3 separate regions of the Mus musculus genome follow, and all the other regions are linked to region 1. The links are chromatin contacts, called in public HiChIP or PLAC-seq and promoter capture Hi-C maps. All regions are on one chromosome and are shown on one strand. The core of a region is the stretch at or near the end of the contact, and the rest is flanking DNA. Distances in the headings are between cores, read along the strand shown. Region 1 holds the start of Fbxo25 (F-box protein 25). Region 2 has its middle 14 kb from the start of 1700029H14Rik. Region 3 has its middle 32 kb from the start of 1700029H14Rik.

Region 1 (3,727 bases), core at 1,035-3,534:
GCATACTTAATAAAGTCATTTATTTGAAACCAAAGCATTGCCACTGTACATGATCCTCTGGACTCTAATGATCATGCTGCCGTTCCTGCTAGTATGAGTATCTGTTGTTACTCCTATTGCTCATCCGTGGCACTGTGGGCTACTGTTGTTTGTGGTTTCTCATATTAACCTGTGAATTTCTAGTGTTACTTCATGGGCTCCTCTTTACGAGTTTCTGCAATCACTTGACTCTTCTTCTTCTTTTGTTTTTTTGAGACAGGGTTTCTCTGTGTAGCCCTAGCTGTCTTGGAACTCACTTTGAAGACCAGGCTGGTCTTGAACTCAGAAATCCGCCTCTGCCTCCCAAGTGCTGGGATTAAAGCCGTGCACCACCACCTCCCGGCACTTGACTCTTCTTAATATAATTGGTAAAACTCTTTTTAAGAGAATGATGCGGATGCTACTAAATTAATTAAATTAATACAGATGTTCACAAGAAATCAACTTAAGATGTTTTAACTCTTCTATAGTGTAATAGCATTTTCTTACTTCCAAATATCCTTCACTTTTAGCACATTATTCAATAAATCATTGATGAGTGATTTTTTCCCCTGGAGATATGTAACCAAATACTTATTCACCCTAGTTATAACAGCAACATCAGACCAAAGAAATAATTTCACCCATATTTGGCTTAGTGAACCAATGGGTTTAATTACTAGGGTGACTCACAGGAGCATGGGTGGACTCAAAGACTACATCACAGAAAAGCTCACATCAGGCTGACGATTTGCCTCTGGAACTCCCTGCAGATTGCTACTGTTTATTTAATCTTGGGTGGGAATTTTGTGAATCTTCTTTCAGGGGCTTTCCCACCCTTTAGGTTTCCTTTGCCTCTGAGTCTTGGGTGCCCTATTCTTGTCTCCAGGAGGGAAGATTTCAATTCAGAGGACATACCTAGCCACACAACATATTTAACATACTTTAAAATAGCTTTTAAATTTCCTTTTGATCAGGCAAGGTGCATAAAGGACAATTACGGGAGTCAGTGCTTTCCTTCCACCAAATGGGATCCCAGGGTTAAACTCATGTTTCCAGGATTCCACAGGAGCACTGTCACCAGCTGAGACATCTCACTGGCTCTAAACTCGGTTTTAAGTAGACCTTGTTAAATACTTTCACCTGATCATAGGTTTTCTATGTTCTGAGGGTTTGTGGCAGGCTGGGTATAACCTATGCTGCGTGTATTAGGTGCACTTTGGACTTAGTGTTTTCACCTTGCATGGGTTTATCAGGACAAACCCCACTGGAAGCTGGACAGCTCTATCTTATTGTCTCTGTTCACTTATTATCTTGGCTTGGTAACAGCGACAAAAACTTCAAACAGTCTGAATTAAGGTTAGCCTTTGCTTGCAAACACACCTCTACAAGTTCAATAAACAAAAGCACAGAGCCACTGGGCATGGTTTAGAATCGAGAGCCACACGCCTAGATTAGGTGTGTGGACGGAATAATGCTGACTTCCACCCATAATTGGTCTAGTATTTTTAAAGTGTATAGCGCAAAACACTATTAGACTAAAAGCACGTCAGAAATTATTTACATAATACATTTCAAATATGAATACCTGCTATTTAAAAATGTAAAAGACTAACCTGAATATATATGTTTTTGCTCATTACACACTAGGCACTTTAAAATATTTTTGTTTACTCGGGTAAGAACCATTCCTAGTTCCGTTTTGTTATCAAGGCAGAAGAGCTCCACAACCTGCAGTGGTCCAGTTTCCCTCTCCTTTCTACAGACCCTATACTACCTATTTGGAAAACATTCCACCTGTTGACACTGCTTTCCCAGCTTTCTAGGAACTGAAAGCCATTCTAGGCTGCAGGTCAGCAAGACTGTCTTTGAGCCCCAGGGCTACGAGCAAGAAGACTCTGGCGTGTAGGAGATTGGGGCAGTCCGAACAGACCCTTGCATTCACAGATGCCTAGCTAGGCAGGCAGGTAAATGGGACAGTGAGGTGAGGGACCCGAGTGTAGACCAGCGGTGTCCTTGCTAGCCCCAGCCCGGCGCAAGGGAGGTCTGTAGGTCCGGAGAGGACGTCTGGAAACTGAGGCTAACCACACGGGTTCCGCCAGACAACTTGGGCAATGCCAACAAGGCGGGTCAAAAAAAAAAACCACCAGAACCGACCCTGGGGCGCCTAGGATGGGTGGGTGGGGCTTGTGCTCACTGAGCACGCGCGCCCCGAGGCCTCCGAGTTCGGGTAGCAACACGAATCACGTGGCTCCTCTCCGGCCAATCAGCGGGACGCCAAGGCGGGGCGTCCAGCGGTGGCCCTCGGCGGGAGGCGGACGGCTTCCGGCAATAATTGGACGCTGCGGCTCGGTGTGGTTGGTGGCTGTCTCGTCTGGAAGGGACCCGCAGGTGAGAAGGGCCTCAGGACGGGGAGGGGCAGTCGGGCAGGGCGTCCCTGGCTCGCCCTCCGATGTCCGCCGTGCTGCTCCGGGGGCCCCGAGCGGGCTGTGGGCTCGTCCAACCTCGGTAGATGCAGGCGTCCGCCCCCCACCGCCGCCGGCCTGTCCCCTGCGGGTCCGTGCGGCCTCCCGTGCACACCTGTGTGTGCACCATCCTTCAGGCCGGCGTGTGCGCTCGCCGCGAGGCACGCGAAATTTGCATCTTTGTCCTCACAGCTCCTTTCTGCCTCTGTTCCAGGGCAGTTCCATCTCCATCCCTGGGCCTATTCAAACTCCCCAGAACTCAGACGTCTGGAGAACTGTCCCTGTGAAGGCCCCCCACCCCCCACCCTTTTACCTGCAGCGCCAAGGCTTGATTTCCCACCATTATCAGAAAAGATCCCCCATTTCCTTCACATTCCGTTTTCCTTCGTTCCTGGGCATGTTGTCCTACTACGAAGCATCTGTGATGATCTCTCTAGATTCCTTGGAGTAAACCCCATTTCTGACATTCAGCCTAAATATACAGTGGTTTTGTTTGTTTGTTGTTGTTTGTTTTTTTATATGATCTTTCACAATCAAATTTACCCACCTATACAAACTCTTCACGTTTGATCCAAGTTGTTGGAATTTAATTTACTTGAAAATCTTGTAAGAAAGCTAGAGCAGCGGAAAAATCAAATGCTTACTAGGTTGAAGATGGGCTTCATTTTAAAAAGGGATTTGTTACTGTTAATTATGAGTGAGCCTGTGTGTGGGCACATGCACGAGTGCCTGGGGAGACCAGAGGCTTCCATCCTGATGGGCTGGAGTTATGGTGTCAGCTGCCTGACTTGGCTGCTGGGAACCAAGGGCGGGGTCTTCTGCAAGAGCAGTTACAGTGAGTGAGCTCTTAACCCGCTGACCCATCTCTCCAGCCCAGGCCATACATTCTTTCTTACTCTAGAACAATGGAGATTATCGTTCTCGAAATTTTAAATGAAAAAATAAGAGTGAAGCTTTTTTTCTCCAAAAGTGAACCTGCCTTGCTATTTTTGTTATAAACTGTTTTATTATAATGCCCCTGCTATACGCTCAAAGCGTTTGTTTTGAAGATGAAGGCCATTGATGTACAATCCGATTATTTTTTTATGTAATTTACAAATAGAGCAACACACATATAAAGCCAAAAAATAGAAGACAAAGAACAAAAACGCAAACCACTGAAACCTGTAATTTCCTGGAACCTGTTTTAATAGGCTGTTATGATTACTATAAATATAGTGCCTTAAGAGCATGGCTTGTGGAGT
Region 2 (3,836 bases), core at 1,071-3,570, 360 kb before region 1:
TGCTGATGTTGTATAAACACTTCCCAGAAGATTGCACCTCGGTGATGCTGGTCTCTTCTTAATCTCTGGCAATTTCTTGGCTTCAGCTGACCAACATCTTTTTGTCTCAGCAAAATACTCCACTATCCTGGTACCAACTTATCTTATGGATACTATTGCTATGATAAAACACCATGACCAAAAGTTAGAGAGCTTGAACAAGTTTCTCTGGCTTACACTTCCACACTGTAGTCCATTATTGAAGGTGCAGGACAGAAACTCAAGCAGGGATGGAACCTGGAGGAAGGAGCTGATGCAGAGGCCATGGAGGGGTGCTGCTTACTGGCTTGCTTCTCATGGCTTGCTGGGCCTGATTTCTTATAGAACCCGGAACCACCAGCTCAGGGATGGCCCCACCCACGATGGGCTGGACTCTCCCCAATCAATCACTAAGAAAATGGCTCACAGCTGAATCTCAAGGCAGCATTTTCTCAATTGGTTCCCTGCTTTCCCGTGACTCCAGATTGTGTCAAGTTGACCCAAAACTAGCCAGCACTCCCGAGACTCCATTTGCAGTACAAACGAAGAGTCAGGTTGTCTCTGCCCCTGGTTTAGCATTTAAGACCACCTGTCCCTTACCTCTGAGAGGCATCGTCTCATAACTCGTTTAAAATTTAAAAAGACACTGAATAAACTCATCAAATTGGCACTGTAGAAGTAAACACATGTATTAAAATCATACCAACTCAATGGGCCCGTAGTAGACACCTTAAGTCAGCAACGCATCAGTGGGAGGGTCACCTGCTTGTCACCTGCGCATTCTGTAAAAGAACTGAGAGGACTTGAGTGCCTAACAGTCTCAGGAGCTGAATTCATCTCTGCCTGCTCACCACAGCTGGTATGGAATACTCAACTCACCTTGTTTCCTCATTGTCTGGAGCCAGTTCTATACTTTGTATCCATGGCTTCCGGTTCCACACCTGGTCAGGCAGCTAAACTCTGCTCCAGAAGTTTGCTTCAACCCCAGTGCCCTCAACAGACCTCCACCCGGTGTGTCACAATCTAATCCTGCAGAGACTCTGCAGCTGCCTAAGACAAACCTCCTCACCCGCCGGTTCAACAAATCTCTATCTTCAGAAATATTTACGATGCATAACAGTAGCAAAATTATAGTTATTTAGTAGCAACGAAAATAAGCTTATGGTTAAGAGTCACCACAACATGTGGAACTGTATTAAAGGGTCACAGCGTTAGGAAATTTGAGACCTCTCAGTGAGGATTCTTTTAGCTGCTTGAGCTCTTAACACTTGGTAGCCTGTGACCTACACTTCTACATGATAGCGATATGTTCAGTGAGTGATATGTAATGTGTAATTTGAAGGTATTTGTAAGTAAGATTGGAATAAGGTCTGGAAAGATGGCTCAGCCATTAGAAACGCATAGAGAGGATCCTTGCAGAGGAGTTGAGTTCTGTCGCCAACACCCATGTCAGTGGCTTTCTTTAGATCCCCTGTCCTATATCCATGATGTTAATTTTAATAAACTTCTTGCCCAAAAGAACATTCCATGTCAGGGTGTCCCAATCTCAAAACTGAGATCTTTCACTGTGTTCCTGGGGTAGCACACTCATGGCAAACAGAGAGTTCAGGGGACCCCCTTCCTGGAGGACAGTGCCACCTAGAGTCTATAGCTGCTGGGCTCCCTGCTCTCCATCTGCCAGCCGGAGGTTGTGGGACCAAGGAAGGACCTAGTATCCCTTGACCCCCATGCATGCATGGAGTGACGTCCTTGTCGGTTCACCCTGCTCACTGTGGCCATCCTGTCAGTGGATGTTTGGCCTAAAACACTAATCATGTTCTTGGCTGCAGACATTCAAGGTGTTTCCCAGTCAGAGTGTCTGAGCTGCAGACTGGGGTGGGGGGGGGGGGTGGGGGAGACGGAACAGCATTTCACAAAGCCAGCTGTGAGACACATCCCTCCATATCTGGAAAGAAAAATTACCTTCTCCTGGTTACTTGGGAAACTACAAGCCATACTAAGCAGATGCTGAGCCAGGCTAACGTAAGGACCTGCAGAGTCGTGACCCTCAAGCCCTGGCGGGTACCCTGCAGGGTGGTGAGTTCTGCGGCTCGGGCTTCCTCTAACTCCTGTCCATTCTAGGTCTAACTAGCATTTCAGGTCCCCTTTTTGTTCCTGGAATCTGTGACTGTTCCCACCTCAGGCAGGAAACTTGGCAGCAAACTCGGGAGGATCAGCCAGCCAGTCCTCAGAGGACCCGAGTGGGAGGCGAGGCAGGCAGGCTTGTGGAGAGAGCAGCTCTGGGAGAGCTGCATGCAGGCATGTCTCAGCATGCCTGGGCCTGCCCCACAACCTGGTTCTGCAGAGCCGCTGACTGGGGACTTTCCCTGAGGCGGCTCTCAATCCGGAGGCTCCCCTCTTTCCCAGGGACAGACAGACACGGGACTTGGGGAACTTTGTTGCCAAGTTGCCTGGATGCCGGGGGTGGGGTAGGAGACGAAGGTGGAAGACTGAGCTCACAGTCAGACTGACCAGATATGGAACTGTGTTGTGAAGTGGCTCAACCTTGAGAGCTTGGTGTTTCCCCAGGGACTTATGCCCTCTCATCCACCCTCAGACAGCCTGGGGCTATGCCGAGGCTGAACTCTTTAGCCTCAGGCTAGTTGAGGCCACAGATAGGAACCCGAAGGATGGCACTGTTAGCCCTAGAAAATGAGCTGGTAGAGTAGACAGGGACTCCCTGGGAACAGATGCGTTGGGTTGGGAGGGGCACTAGTTTCATGGGCGAGGTTTCTTTGGAAGCAAGGGTTCTTGAATGTGGGATGGAGGCCCTTGGAGAAGGAAGTCTTCCCCATCATGGGCGCTGAGAGAAGAGCTAGATCTTTCCCCAGGACTGGATGGGTTATGAGAGGGGCCCAAGTTGTCTTGAAAGATCATCAACTCAGGAGAAGGGGTGGGGAGAGCCTGTCGGTACCCCGTGAGGATGTATCTCCACCCCAGTGCTGCTCAATCTCTGGGCTCTGCCTCAGCTTCCTGTCCTCTCCCTGTGCCTCAGTTTCTCCATCTGTAAAGCAGGGGTCACCCTTGAAGATGCCTTAAGCTTTGTTAGACCCAAACAAGATGGCTGAAACTGGGGGCTCCTTCACTGAGACAGCTTGTCTTAACCTTATAGAACATTTGCTCGCCCCTGGGGAGGCTCCTGATGCCACAGGTCACTTTTGTCAGCTGCGGTCACAGGGTGCTGAGCTCTGAAAATGTCCCCCAAAGCTAAGCTCACACAGGGAAGATGCTGAGAAAGTTGTTGGAATTCAGATAAGACCCACCTACTGGAGCCTCAGTGCACCCCTAACTCCCTAGCAAACTCCCCAGGTGTCCCTACCCAGGAGAATGATGGGTGCCATTCTTATTTCCCATGAAGCTTACAGGTTGCCAGACTCCAGGACATCAAATGGACCATACTAGGCTACACCTTTTCATGTCCCTAAAGTTGCATGCTCTTTCCGGCTATGCAAGACTCCTCGCCACTTCAGCCTCACAGTAGGGAGTAACACAGTCTGACTGCCTGGGAACTTCCCATTCCTCTACACCTGTAAGAGGGGACCGCCCAGACTCCGCCTCATGGGCTAGAGTGCTTATTAGAGCCCATCTGTCTATCAAAGCAGCCACCCATGATACTATGTCTGTAGATGCACCAGTTAACTCTTCTAAGCAACTTCCTGCCACAAAGGACGAGCTGCCCAGTGGCCCTAGGACTTTCTCAGCCTTTCAAACGTGAGCCTGAATTCCATCAGGACCATCCTGGAACCTGGACCCAGCTTGGGTTCTCTGCAGGCACATAT
Region 3 (3,663 bases), core at 161-2,660, 380 kb before region 1:
TGGGCACACTGTGTGGCTGTCCCACAACACTGACATTACAAGTACCTCACTCACTCGGCCCCTCCTCCTGCCCTGTCAAGGCCTGTGGGTCTTCCTCAGAGATCTATCCCTCACTTCATGGTTGCTGCTTCACTGCAGAGACCTCCTATCCCCAGTCTGCCCAGTGTTTCCCTATCACTGGGTGGATGGCCTGAGCCATCCACATGCCCCCTGCTTCAGGATAGTTGAGCTGCATAGTTCATAATCATGACTCAGGGATTGTTGTATCTAAATCTGACAGAGTTCGCAGCTCCTCGGCCAGGTGCAGATCACCTCACTAGCGGCTTGGGGGCAGTCTACCTCACAGTGCAGACTCACTAGGTCCCCTCTGTACTTTCCCACTGTAGACCTCCAGCTTTTTGAGACCCCAGGACCCCTTCCAGTTGAGCACACATGCTCCTATCCCTAACAAGGGCCGTCTGTCCACGTGAGTGATACAAACTTGGGCCCATTTCTGCTGGTGAAGGAATGTGCCACAGACTCAGCGGTGGCCCACAAAGCCCAGGGAGATTCCTGGAAGAGAAACTCTGTGTTCCTCCAGATTTAGAGACATGTGTAGCCAGGGTGTTTAAAAGGAAAGTGGAATTTTTGTTTTTCCTTGGAAGTGACGGTTATTTATCTTGTCAATTCCAGAACACGTGAGGCACGGGGTTCTGGTCTGACTGCCTCCAAGTCTGAGATTCTGTTGTCTGGGAAGACAACTGCATTCCTGAGATGTGGGGCTGTCAAGAGGGCTGTTTTAATGGGCTCTGTGGAGGCCCTGTGGCCAGGAAGAATGTTCTTGTGGGTACAGCCTGGTCTGCCAGAGGAGTGGGCTGGACCCGCTCACACTGGGACCTCAGCCCCGCACAGGGGAGAAGCTTCACCCGTGGTCTCATCCACTCATAGCCTAGCTGGAGCCTTCCTGGACCCTGAATGTGAGCCAGCTCGTGGATGGACAGAGGGAAGTGGAGCTCGGGCGTCAGGGAGACGTAACCTGAGCCTGAGAGGAGGCGAGGCCTCAGCACTCCTTGGACAGCAGCTGGCCCAGCATCTACAGAGCCAGTTCTCCACACACCTGGGTGGCTTCACCAAGGCTGGGAGAAGTGAGCCCACGGCAGGCACCTATAGGCTAGAAGTCTCCCTATCCATGGACATGAAAAGTGCTCTCAGGTCATGTGCAAACACTTTTGTGTTCCTGGCATGGGGGAACCGTTCTCTTTGTTCTGTTTCTTGCAGGCGGCTTTGTCCCTTTCCAAGGGTTTCACACTCTCAGTGCCCACGAGGGCCTGTCTCCAATCTTGTTGACACTGGTTGTGTTGACATCAAGTGCTCTGTTCTGGTCACTGTGTCCCTCTGCCTGGCCCAGCGTGGGGCCTACTGTGCTCTTGGTTAGGCAGAGACTCAGAGCTAAGGCTTCGGAGGCTGGGATTTAAGCCAAGGCTGGAGGGAGCCAAGCCCTGAATATCCTCGCCAGAATCCACAGGATCCAACTACCAGGCACCCAGCCAAGAGAGGGGTTATATCTGCCACAGACTTGAGGAGAAGCTCCTGTCCCACACATGGAGCCCCTGAAGCCACCCTCTGTCCTGTCCTCTATCGCCTCAGATGCTGAGGGTAATGAGAAGTGAGGACCTTAAGGTCCTGGGTGTCTGATTGGTGGTAAGAGGCTTGGGGAGAATGCTATTCCCACCTGTACACCGAGCCCCAGGGATGCCCCACTCCCACAGATGACTGGGGAACCATCATGGTCAACTACTCAACCCCCACTATCCCAGGATGCTGAGTCTTAGAGATTCCTCCACAAGCTCATGGCTTCCTGAGCCAGGGGATAGGAAAGGCATGGTGAGATTGCCACAAGGCCTTGCTTGCAGGAGTGCTCTGGCCTGCTTGAATCCTGTCTTTGTTCCTCAGCCTATTGGCAGAGAGTGGACATGTGGGGGCTGAAGCAGCCCTCTGCATTGCAGGTTATTGAGAGCTAGTGTGTAATAGTATGGCACATATGCACTGCCATTTACGACGACTCTGCTCTAAGTGGTAGCTGCATCCCAATGGTCCCTAACCAAGCCCCTGGGGGGCTCAGCCAAGGCATCTTCTTCTCATGTCACCAGAGCCCTTAGCATCCTGACTTTCTCTCTGGGAAGCTGAGTTCCATGCAGAGCCTTCCCTCCTTATCCCTGGGTTGCTGGCTAACAGAAAATCATGACTGGTTCTGAGATAGCCCTGGGGCCATCCTAGATGTCCCCTGCATGAGCTCCTGTGGCCATGCTGGATGTACAAGTAGAGTGTTGGGCTACAGTGGAGTCCCAGGCTCAGGAGGCAGTGTTCTGGCTTTATGCCATATCCGTTTATCTGCCACCCAGGCTGGGCTTCAGTCACTAAAGCTGCCATGTGACACAGCCTCCTGGCCTGATAAATCATAGGGTAGAGGAAGGAAACCTCCTGGGGAATCTGGCGTGCAGCCCAGGCTCAGGAGCAGAGGTCCTGGGCTTCTGCTTCCGCTCCATGGCCCATTCTTAAATGTGTCACTGGCCATGAGTCGGCTGGCTGCCAGACCTCTGTAATGTTACATAAAACATGAAAGGCTCGCCCCTTAGGCCAGACAGATGAGCAAGAGGCACTGTTTCTAAGTCCTTTCCTTGGAATTCCTAACATATTGTCCAAGCAGACCTGAAATGTCCTGGCCTCTATCTAAAGATGCCCATGTCTGAGGGCTCAGTGTCTCTGGATGTTCCTAAAGCTTGCATTCCTCTTGGATTCAGTGGTGCTGGGGTTCAGGATGCTATTTATTCTCAAAGTAGAAGCCACCAAGGTCTACCTCAAAGGAGACCTCAAAGGTGGCTGTGGTTGTAAGTTTTGACAACAGGCTGTCACCGTGAGGATGATCATGTCCCCCAGAAGCAATGAGGGCATACCAGTTAACCAGGTGGCAGTGTCAGAAGCAGAGAGGGTCCTGTGCATTGGCGTCTGGGAGAAGCTGGTTACAGACCAGAAGGAAGGATGATCGTGAGTGTCCAGGGCTAGGAATGGATGACTTCATCCCTGCTGGTTGGGGTACTGGGGAACGAGGGCTGCAGCATTCACGTGCTCATGCATACATTTATCTAACATCTCTAAGATGTTTCTGCACAGTTGACAGGCTCCCTGGATAGAGACACAGATGTGGTTAGACTCCAGGTTTCCTCTGGTCCTTCTCAGAGGCAAACTCAACTCCTGGCTTACCCTGGGCTCCTTAGCCTGGTCTAGACGGCTGAGATAAATGAACCACAGCATACTCCCTCTTTGTCTGGCTTCTTCGCTTGGCGTCATGCCCATGAAAGCTCTCAGTGGTCCCTGGAAAGCTTTCCAGTGGGTGGAGATGACATTTTCCTCTCCCCAGTTTGTCGACTCTTCAGTGAGACAAGATGTGGCTTTGAATCCATGGAGATGGGTGTGAGAGAAACGAGTAGATGGAATAGGTACCTGCCTCACTGGGGAATCCTCCAGCTGCTGTACAAGCCGCTCCTGCAGCCTTTAAAGTTCTGGCCAGTTACCCCTGCTTTCATTCTTCCTGCACGTTATACAAAAGAGAATGGGAGTTCGCATGCCTAGCAGACTATATCTCAGGGTCCCCACTGGTCCTAAGTTTAAACACATCTAAGTAGT

Evidence for each region. Promoter capture Hi-C pulls out the DNA fragments that hold promoters and counts their contacts. HiChIP or PLAC-seq counts read pairs in DNA pulled down with a chosen protein or histone mark.
Region 2: a contact with region 1 is called in a promoter capture Hi-C map of embryonic stem cells, with 2.2 times the contacts expected there. The contact joins the enhancer-like site here to the promoter of Fbxo25 in region 1. A contact is called at or near these places in 7 of 39 promoter capture datasets (the 3T3-L1 cell line, the C10 cell line, the HPC-7 cell line and 3 more), 9 of 484 Hi-C or Micro-C datasets (the Ba/F3 cell line, the C10 cell line, CD8 T cells and 4 more) and 2 of 115 datasets of contacts at active chromatin or transcription factors (both in embryonic stem cells).
Region 3: an H3K4me3 HiChIP or PLAC-seq map of forebrain shows a contact between it and region 1, with 3 times the contacts expected there. The contact joins the enhancer-like site here to the promoter of Fbxo25 in region 1. A contact is called at or near these places in 2 of 39 promoter capture datasets (the C10 cell line and the HPC-7 cell line) and 1 of 115 datasets of contacts at active chromatin or transcription factors (forebrain).

The regions. Positions count from the first base shown.
Region 1 is chr8:13,905,455-13,909,181 of GRCm38.p6, forward strand. It overlaps Fbxo25 (F-box protein 25), which reads left to right and starts at 2,285. Exons shown (of 10, transcript NM_025785.3): 1 at 2,285-2,409.
Region 2 is chr8:13,546,696-13,550,531 of GRCm38.p6, forward strand. No RefSeq gene overlaps it. Among named protein-coding and RNA genes, the nearest start is that of 1700029H14Rik, 14 kb to the right of the region's middle. Within about 2 kb of position 2,321, at least 105 of the 459 cell types and tissues checked have an H3K27ac peak or open chromatin away from gene starts, as enhancers often do. A contact at or near this core is called in the Ba/F3 cell line, CD8 T cells, brown adipocytes and 3 more, where this site is marked.
Region 3 is chr8:13,528,686-13,532,348 of GRCm38.p6, forward strand. No RefSeq gene overlaps it. Among named protein-coding and RNA genes, the nearest start is that of 1700029H14Rik, 32 kb to the right of the region's middle. Within about 2 kb of position 1,411, at least 173 of the 459 cell types and tissues checked have an H3K27ac peak or open chromatin away from gene starts, as enhancers often do. A contact at or near this core is called in forebrain, where this site is marked.